Linked DNA regions of Xenopus tropicalis: region 1 is linked to region 2. The links are chromatin contacts, called in public Hi-C maps. All regions are on one chromosome and are shown on one strand. The core of a region is the stretch at or near the end of the contact, and the rest is flanking DNA. Distances in the headings are between cores, read along the strand shown.

The links. Hi-C and Micro-C count contacts between places; a contact is called where the count stands out from the background.
Region 1: a Hi-C map of brain shows a contact between it and region 2, with 6 times the contacts expected there. The contact joins two enhancer-like sites. A contact is called at or near these places in 4 of 5 Hi-C or Micro-C datasets (brain, gastrula embryo, liver and 1 more).

The regions. Positions count from the first base shown.
Region 1 is chr4:33,839,587-33,844,066 of UCB_Xtro_10.0, forward strand. No RefSeq gene overlaps it. Among named protein-coding and RNA genes, the nearest start is that of frmd8, 31 kb to the right of the region's middle. Within about 2 kb of position 2,390, at least 11 of the 11 cell types and tissues checked have an H3K27ac peak or open chromatin away from gene starts, as enhancers often do. A contact at or near this core is called in gastrula embryo and liver, where this site is marked.
Region 2 is chr4:33,761,190-33,765,807 of UCB_Xtro_10.0, forward strand. No RefSeq gene overlaps it. Among named protein-coding and RNA genes, the nearest start is that of scyl1, 70 kb to the left of the region's middle. Within about 2 kb of position 3,007, at least 11 of the 11 cell types and tissues checked have an H3K27ac peak or open chromatin away from gene starts, as enhancers often do. A contact at or near this core is called in gastrula embryo and liver, where this site is marked.

The sequences.
Region 1 (4,480 bases), core at 1,140-3,639, 78 kb after region 2:
TTGTGATTGCAGAGCAACACCTTTATGTTGAAATAAATAATGCAAGTTCAGCAAGGGCCTCTCCCATTCTCCTGTTATACTTAGTTCACTTTTTTCCAGGCTGCCTCAACTAATGAATTGCCATGGGCCTCCACCTAAGTCCAACTTTATTAGGTATGAAGAACTAAGGCAACTTGGTGACAATCAAGAAAGATGTTCTGTCCTTTAAGGGAGATAGCACTGGCAATGGGACTTTTATGATGAAGTAACAGCACAGGTATGCATATCTTGGGCCAAAGATCTTAAAAGGACACTGCAGCCAGACGTACATCTCAGGCTATGAGGATGCATCAAGTAAAGGTTCCACTGTAGCCATCTGTTGGTAACGTATGAGTGCTCTGAAAAGAATCTAAAAATATCCATTTTATAAAAGCCCCCTCCCCCTTGGGGTAAACAAAACCCAAAAACATATATACACAATGGCAAGATCAGTTACAAAATATCTCACATTTTTTGCATATTAAAGTTACACTTCCCCTCCTAATTTTTCATCACTGAGAAAAGTGTTTATTGCAAAGTTACTAGAATACACCTCAAAGACACCTCATTTAGCCCAAGAACCTATATAAATTACACATTTGATGATGAAGCATATCAACTTCATGTCAAGACATCACAAGGTTGATTAAGACCTGGAAAATAAAATTGGAGAAGTCTCAATGCTCCCATGCCCTCCCACTGAACCCCAAAATAAATTATGTCACTACTGCCTAATATAATAGTGCAGTAATTAGGTGGTAATGTACCACCTAGTGGTTACACAAAGCTAGAACATAAGGCGTCTAGCAGCTGTACTTAAAAAGAAACTAGATATGCCCCACTGGACACACCCCTTTCCTCCCACATCTAGTAAGAGCATAAGCGTCATATGCTACAACCCACCCCGAGGGATTAATCATGCCTGATTAATGCAGTAGTCAAACGTTCCTCGTCTAGCACCTTTGACCTTCACTGATCAACCTTCCGTCACAATCCATATGCTTACACCCGACATACTGCTGTATTCACACTTCTTCAGTTAACGTGCAGGTAGCCCGTGAAGTGAAAAGAATCTTCAGAAAGACGCATCTTTCATTTGTAGGGAACCTCTTGCGCTTTTTAAAGAGGCCTGAGAATTATAAGACCCAGAAAAACACACAACCACCCCAAAAGCCAAGAGCACGTGCCTATAGCTTTGTATTTGTTGCCCGATATTAGGCGCAATGACTGATAGGTGCAAATGTGCAGTAGCCAACGCCACGCAGCATTCTACTTCTGTTTAAAAGTGAATAAAAGAGCCAGCTAGCCAATAGTAGTTATAAATTGGAGCTGTTACTACATGAACCATACCAACCTATCTGTAACATGGTCTACAGAGGCATTAGTTTTCTATTAAGTGCCTTTCAGGTTGTCCAATTTAGGGTATAAAGGGCTTAACTATAATGGAAGCAGACCTTGTAGCTCCTTAGGTGCCTTCTGCCATAAAATCTATTAATACAACTACTTACAGATTTAAAATAATAAAATAAATAGTTTTAGGTGAACTACACATGTCAAATATTACTAAACGGCTTAAGGACGCACTGATGTTTTGACCAAATAAACATTTGTCGCATAGCATAAGAGCTAAACTGCATATAACTAGTTCTAAATAATAAAAAAAAATCGATATCATTTGTTACAGTGCAGCCATACCCACTCACCCCAGAGTACTGCATAATACTTACCATACGGCCGCCACAGGCTTAGCCATAGTACTTACCACTCGGCCACTACCGCTTCGTACCTTCTACTACTCACTTCTTGTCCGTCATTCGATCACTTTGTCACGTAAGCCCGGGTCGCTTCTTTTTGTAGACTTTGACGCTTCACACCTTGTGACGACATAAATCCTTCCGCTGTATGAAGCTAGTCCCAGCAACACCCATTACGAATAACCTAATTTAGGGTTCTATCTGAATCCACACTCCACATTCTAGTTCGGTTATGCACTTTATAAATATGACTTACAATATGTCACCTTCGTAAAGTCACATGTCACCTGAGTAGTTAAAAAGCGCATACAGAATGCAGAACGTTCACCACCCTCTAAAATACGCATGCGCAAAAGTAATTTTTTAAGTCCAGAGCTAGTAAAGTGAATTAAACTGATTAGCGTGATCGCGTTGTATTTATATTAGCAAACGGCACTTATAAAGCATGACAGAGGGGATTATATATGCGTGGCGATTAAAACTACCAGTTCATTTTCTTTTGTAAATTGGCGGAATGATACTAAAACTTGAGCACGTAACTAGCGGACTGATCCCATTCTCTATTATTAGCGATGGCGTCAGTGCTTGAGAAGTTGCGGAACGATATCTGCTCTGCTTCAATTTACTTTACTGACGCATAGATCCGGCTAAAACCGGTTAGAACTGGATTGTGAAGGATGTTTAATAAACAAAGAAAGGTGCGGTCGAGCCGAGTATGTTCTAGAATCTTACACTTAAAGCTTAAAAGCGACGTTTGGCTCAAATACTTGTTCAAGGTTTTATATAAAAAATAAGTTATAGCTGACTCCAGATAGGCTAATAACGTTGTACAATGGGTAACATATAGCAATATGGCAAAGATAAACGCAGACAATAGCTGTACTGGGGAGATTAGTCTGGCCAAACCTGAAGGAATTGCTGTCTTACTTTAACAAAAAATAAATCTTAGGAGCTGTTTGCCCTAACCCAAGTTTTTAACATATGGATTAAAAAAAAGACTAGTGGCAGTAGAAGGCACTTGTAGCTTTCAAAGGCAGAAAGGGTCATTGCAAGCATGTTGTAGCAGTGGGATGACGACAAAATGTTTAATATTATGCCCCCACAATTAAAGGTGAGTGGGAATTGCCTCCAAAATGCAGTCTTTCACTTGACAGCAGGGTCGGACTGGGGCACCGGCAAAAAACCCAGTGGGCCCCAGCGGCCCAGACCCAATTCTTTCGGTGTACCCCTGGCCGCCGGTAACCCTCCCCTGACACACTGAAAGCAAGTTTCGCGCTCAAGGGAGGACATTGGGTGGGGGGTTAGGGGGGCACCTTGTCTGACCCTGCTTGACAGCACCCCACATTCGGGGGCAGGGGCAGAACTAGGTAGCAGGGGCAAATGCTTAGAGTGCAATAGTGTGCTTTAGGGCCCTAGCACATACCTCTGCTGGGGGTGGTTAGAGGTGATGGCCTTGGGCACCTTTAGCTGATGGCCCTTCTATTCACCTAACATAGGAGGGAATTTTGTCCACGTTGTTATAGGAACACTTTTCAGGCAAATGTGACCTAACATTGGAACCATGCCTGGACTGGGCTTTAACAACAGCCCAAACAGCCCCCCATAGGCCTACTAAATAGTGACTGTCTATGGCATCTTACAGCAGCCACTATGGCACAGGGGTGCTCCTGCCATGAGGAAAGGTGAGAACCTTGCCATAGGCAGCACCAGCCCACAAGTTATCAGGGGTGGCAAAAAAGCATCCTAAAAGCAGCAGAGGGACATAAATCGCCCTGCTCTGGCCAGAATCTACAGATTGGCAGTCCGGGCCTGACTATGGCTAAAGGAGTTAGGGCTCTGGCACATGGGGAGATTAGTCGCCCGCGACAAAACTCCCTGTTCGCGGGCGACTAATCTTCCCGAGTTGCCTTCCCCTGCCATCCCACCGGGGAACATGCAAGTCGCCGGCGGGATGGCACAGCCGGTGGCGCGAATTCCCGAAATCGCCGAAAAAGACTCGCGAGGCTTTTTCGGCGATTTGCGCGAAATTGCGCCACCGCGTGTGCCATCCCGCTGGCGACTTGCATGTTCCCCGGTGGGATGGCAGGGGAAGGCAACTCGGGGAGATTAGTCACCCGCGAACAGGGAGTTTTGTCGCGGGCGACTAATCTCCCCATGTGCCAGAGCCCTTAAGGCAAGCATAGAAAATGTGGCATCAACCTGGGGTCTTTGGTGCTCAAGGGCTTGCATCTTGCTTTATAAAGCAGAAACAAAATGTTCTAAATGTTCTCATATTTTCACCACAAAAGATCCAAATATAAACTGTTTCCTCTATAGGAGCCTTGTCAATGAAATATCCTGCAGAGGGTAGTGCTCGCTTGCTTTGCTGCACTGCGTCATTTTGCAGAAGCTGCAGTACTGGAAAAGTCCAAGGATACAAAGACGTTTTAGCAAAGGCACACTGTATGTATCACTGTGACATTAATCCAAATTATAATTAGAGGCAAAGCATAACGATATGCCCCGCAGATATTCCTTATCAGTTGTAAAAGCATTTCTGTCCTAATACAGAGTGTGGATGGGCAGATTTCTGTAGGGTTCAACCTGACAAGGCCCTGGCAGAAATGCTCTTTGCATGAGGATATGGGGCATTTTCTTGTTCCCCCTTAGTGCTCTTGCACTTATGGCCAGAGTCATATTAAATGACCCTTTATGTCAGGGATCCCCAA
Region 2 (4,618 bases), core at 1,757-4,256:
ACTTGACACTTTGGGGTTGATAGACCATACCATTGTCATACCTGACACCAGGTAGAGGAATAGATGGAGTTTTTAATGAATTTATGTATCTTTTTTCAACCTAAATTACTGCCTGGGACCAGGGAATAACTAGAAATTATTAGGTCCTACAGAAAAACCATTTTAGGAACCACAAAGACTGGGAAAATAAACAGTCTGGAGCCCACTGGGCCCTCCATACTCCTTGGTCCCAGCAATCAGTGGAAATCAAGTCTGCTGCCCCCGTGTTGCACTCCAGTTAAAGGAGAAAAAAAGGTAAAAACTAAGTAAGCTTTATCAGAAAGGTCTATGTAAATACAGCCATAAGCACTCACAGAAACGCTGCACTGACTTCTCTGAAAAAATATTTCTTGTGTCTGTAATTCCTGTGCCATAACTCGCATCTTTCTGTTCTCTGCTCTTTCCTGCTCCCCCCTCTCTCAAGAATGCTAAGAACTCACTCCCCCTTAGGAATGCGGGTCTGAGCCAATCAGCAGGAAGCTGACTCATAGGGGCACATTTACTAATCCACGAATCCGAATGGGAAAAATTCGGATTGAAAACAAACATTTTGCGACTTTTTCGTATTTTTGCTATTTTTCCGTCGCTGTTACGACTTTTTTGTAAATTGTAGCGACTTTTTCGTAGCCGTTATGACTTGCGCGAATTGTCACGACTTTTTCGTAGCCGCTCCGATTTGCTTGTATATTGTTGCGACTTTTTCGTAGCCGCTCCGATTTGCTTGTATATTGTTGCGACTTTTTCGTAGCCGTTACGATTTGCTCGTATATTGTTGTGACTTTTTCGTATTGAGCGCTCGTAAATGGCGGGCAAACCTTTCAGACTTTGCATGATTATGGAAGCCTCCCATAGGACTCAATGGCACTCTGCAGCTCCAACCTGGCCCAAGGAAAGTCACGATACTGAAGCTTGAATGAATCCGAAACTTTCGCTCTCGGAGCGACCGCTACGAAAAAGTCGCAACAATTCACGCAAGTCATAACGCTACGAAAAAGTCGTAACAGCTACGAAAAAGTCGCGACAATTTACGAAAAAAATCGCAAAATACCGATCATTACGAAAAAAACACATTCGGACGCTTTTCGGACGTTCATGGATTAGTAAATGTGCCCCATAGTTTTACTGAGCATGTTCACTTAGTCTGGGTGTCTGTGCAGGAGTGAGGCATTATGGGAACTTTCTTTGCACACCTCAGCGTTTTTTCTTCCTGTTTGGCTTCAGATCTTCTGAACAGGTGAAATATGGGGAGACTTAAGGGGACTATTGAGAGAACTGAAGGTATGCCTGCAGCTTGAGATGAACTCTTAACTAGCCTTTCCTTCTCCTTTAAGGGGACCTCTCTGCTTGGCCAAAATGATGTGCAAGCACACTTGGCTCTCCTCCCCCCCTTGGCTATTTTAAAAGAGGCCAAAGACGGGCAGATTTAAGGCAGATGCCACATGGGCATATTCTCGGCAAGCCGAAAAATGCTTGCCTAGAATACAACCCGCTACTGTAAATGTATCCTACCGTGTGCCTGCATCTGAATGAATGGAATACGCTCGGGTGCAGGCACATGTAGCCGATATCCGCCAAAAAAACCGCATCAGTGTGGCATCAGTCTAAGCTGCCGATTTGTGCTCTTTAGAACGATTTGCCAGCTTATCTGTCCATTTTTGGGGCCACCCGATAGGCCTCCCTGATCTATATCTGTCCAAAAATTGGGCAGGTTTGATTGGCATATGTCCGTCGTTCTAATTCATTTGTTTGGGCCTAGGAAAAATCAAACCTGCACGATCAAGATCTGGCCAGTTTTAGGCCAGATGTTAGTCAGGTAGGCCAGTCGGGGGGTGCTCATGCACGTGCAGATAAGCTGCCGAACTGGTCTAAAGGACCTGAATCGGCAGATGAAATCTTCCTTTGTATGGCCATATTTATGGCAAAGACACATAGAGCTACTTAGTAGCAGCTACATGTCACAGCTACTAAACACCAGAAAATACTCTGCCATAGACAATACTGAGAATTGCCAATTATCAGTAAAAGATCAGCATTGTCTATTTTTGTAGTCATGAAAAGTATCTCTGTGTGTCTTCAACCTTAGGTGGGCATATCAGAAGATGGATCTCATGGCACACGGGGAGATTAGTCGCCCACGATAAATCTTCACTATTGCAGGCGACTAATCTCCCTGACATGCCATCCCACCGGCAAGAATGTAAATTGCTGGTGGGATGGCATACATGTTGCTTCAGTTTCCTGAATTTGCCCGAAGTTTCCTTGCGAGGCAGGCCTTCTGCTTGATCAATAGCTACCTCAGGCAGGACACAAATGGGTGACATGTACAATGACAAGTCCTATTCTAAATATATGATTGTGCAGCTATACACAATACTCCATAAAACACATACCTTTCTATTAGTGTATATGTCACACTTGATGAGGGGAGAGGCAACATGGAGCAGTCTGTAGCACTTACTGGGTAGGCAGCAGGCAGGATTGTAATAAGCAGGGCCCTCATGGCATTCTGTATCAGTCAGTTTATATATTTGTATGTATATACCCTTATATATAAACATATCTTAATAACAATGACTATAAGCAGCGTTGGAAAGAGATACCTACAGAATTGCATCGTTTGTGAAACTACAACTCTCAGAAGCAACCACAAGAGCTAAGCAGAAGCAATGTGAGTTGAAGTTCCAGTAAATTATGACAACAGATAATCGAGAAAAAGCACAGGATGAAAAGAGGAGTTAGTTTGGTATCTAGCGTCATGGCTGTATTTTTAGCCAGCATTATTTCCCCTGCCCCCACTCATCACGTCTCGCAAATACTGCATACACACACACAGAGCGCATGCTCAGGTTACAAGAGGAAAAAAAGCCCATCAGGCAGGAGCCTCTGCGCATGTGCACTCTCTCTCACTGCGTCAGTGAATTTTCTGCTGCGACACAAGGCCTGCACACTGGTTTGAACCGGTTCAGGCACAGGCATGAAGAAGAAGAATATTCATCCGCACAGAGGCCGGATCTATGTTTACTAACACCAGTCGGGCGTGTTATGGCTAAGGCTGAGGAAAATTACAGGAGTGTGCATGTATTGGATAAACAAACACTGCGTTACACAAATAAGGGAGACTTTATACCAGGCTAGGTGCAGGTACATGACGTGTTTGTGCAGAGGTGACTTTTGTCTTGCGTATGCCATGGAGGAGTAAACAAATGTATGCCACACAGATATCCCTTATAAGACATGATTAACTAAGGTTCACTACTTATTTTGAGGTACATAGCCAAGTTTGCAGGAAAGCCATTAGTACAGCGTGTGATAATATACAAGCTGTACACTGTTATCTGAGCTGCTAGAATGTTATGATGACTGAAGGCTATTGGGGATGCTGGGAATTGTAGTTTCACAGGTTACACTATGTACAATAAATTCAGAAGCAGGTTAAAGGCATAATTGCTAACTGTGCAGCATGTGTCTGACACAAAAAGCTACCAAATCTGCAGCCTATGGATTTTAGGGGTAATATGTACAAACCTGTGCTATACCATCTGCTGCTGTGCACACCCACATTACATGGTATCACTAAGTACATATTTGCAATCAGGCTTGCGTGCAGCTCCACAGTAAGTGGGAACTGGAGATGCAGAGTGGTTTAATACAGCTAAACCCCCACATTCTATAGATTGATCAGATGTTATTATGATTGGGGTATTTCCTTTCTTCCTGCATCAAATTGTCTATACAGGTTTGTACATACATTTTGCAAACTGCATTGATTATGCATATTATATTGTTCATCACTTATACAGAGGAAGAATACCCTGTGCTTTGCTGAGGGGCCCAGGGGTCTGCTTCCTCTATAGTTGTAGGAATGCCCCCCTCCCCCAGGATCTTTCTTAGGTGGTGGTTGCTGTGTGTGCTGGGCAGGGGGGCCCGGTGTGGTGTAGTTAAACCACTGGTTCTTTCTATGGTGTGCCCCATACAGACTGCAAATTGTAGCACAGACTGTCCCCAATTCAAAAATCAGAGAACGTTTAATTTGATATAAGTAGTTAGCTACAAACCAAGTAATAAAGGTAACACAGGGCTTTATATATATGTCAGTCCAGCCCTACACAATTCATTTTCGTAAGTAGCCCTTTCCTAGAATGTGAGCAGTATGGCTGCAATCACTAATAATGACTTTGGGTTGACTATGAGTTTTTGAGATCTATTTAAACAGCCAGACATAAAACCAAAAGCTTGTCTCAACAATGATCAGGAAGGGGTAGAAACCTAAAATAAAAGTGCAAATGCACAAATAAATGTATGTGTGTGTATATGTATATATATATATATATATATATATGTATATATATATATATATATATATATATATATATATATATATATGTGTGTGTGTGTTTGTCATCCCCCCTCTTAATGTGTAGATGACTTTTGTGGGACTATTTTTTCACTCTCCTCCTACATTTTCCCTACATGGTATTGGGCGGAAGGACATGCTTCATTCGTTGTACTGCTGCAGAGACCATAAAAGGCAAGAGCTGCTTGTTTATCATTAGACCTATGGGAAGAGCAAAGGACAGGA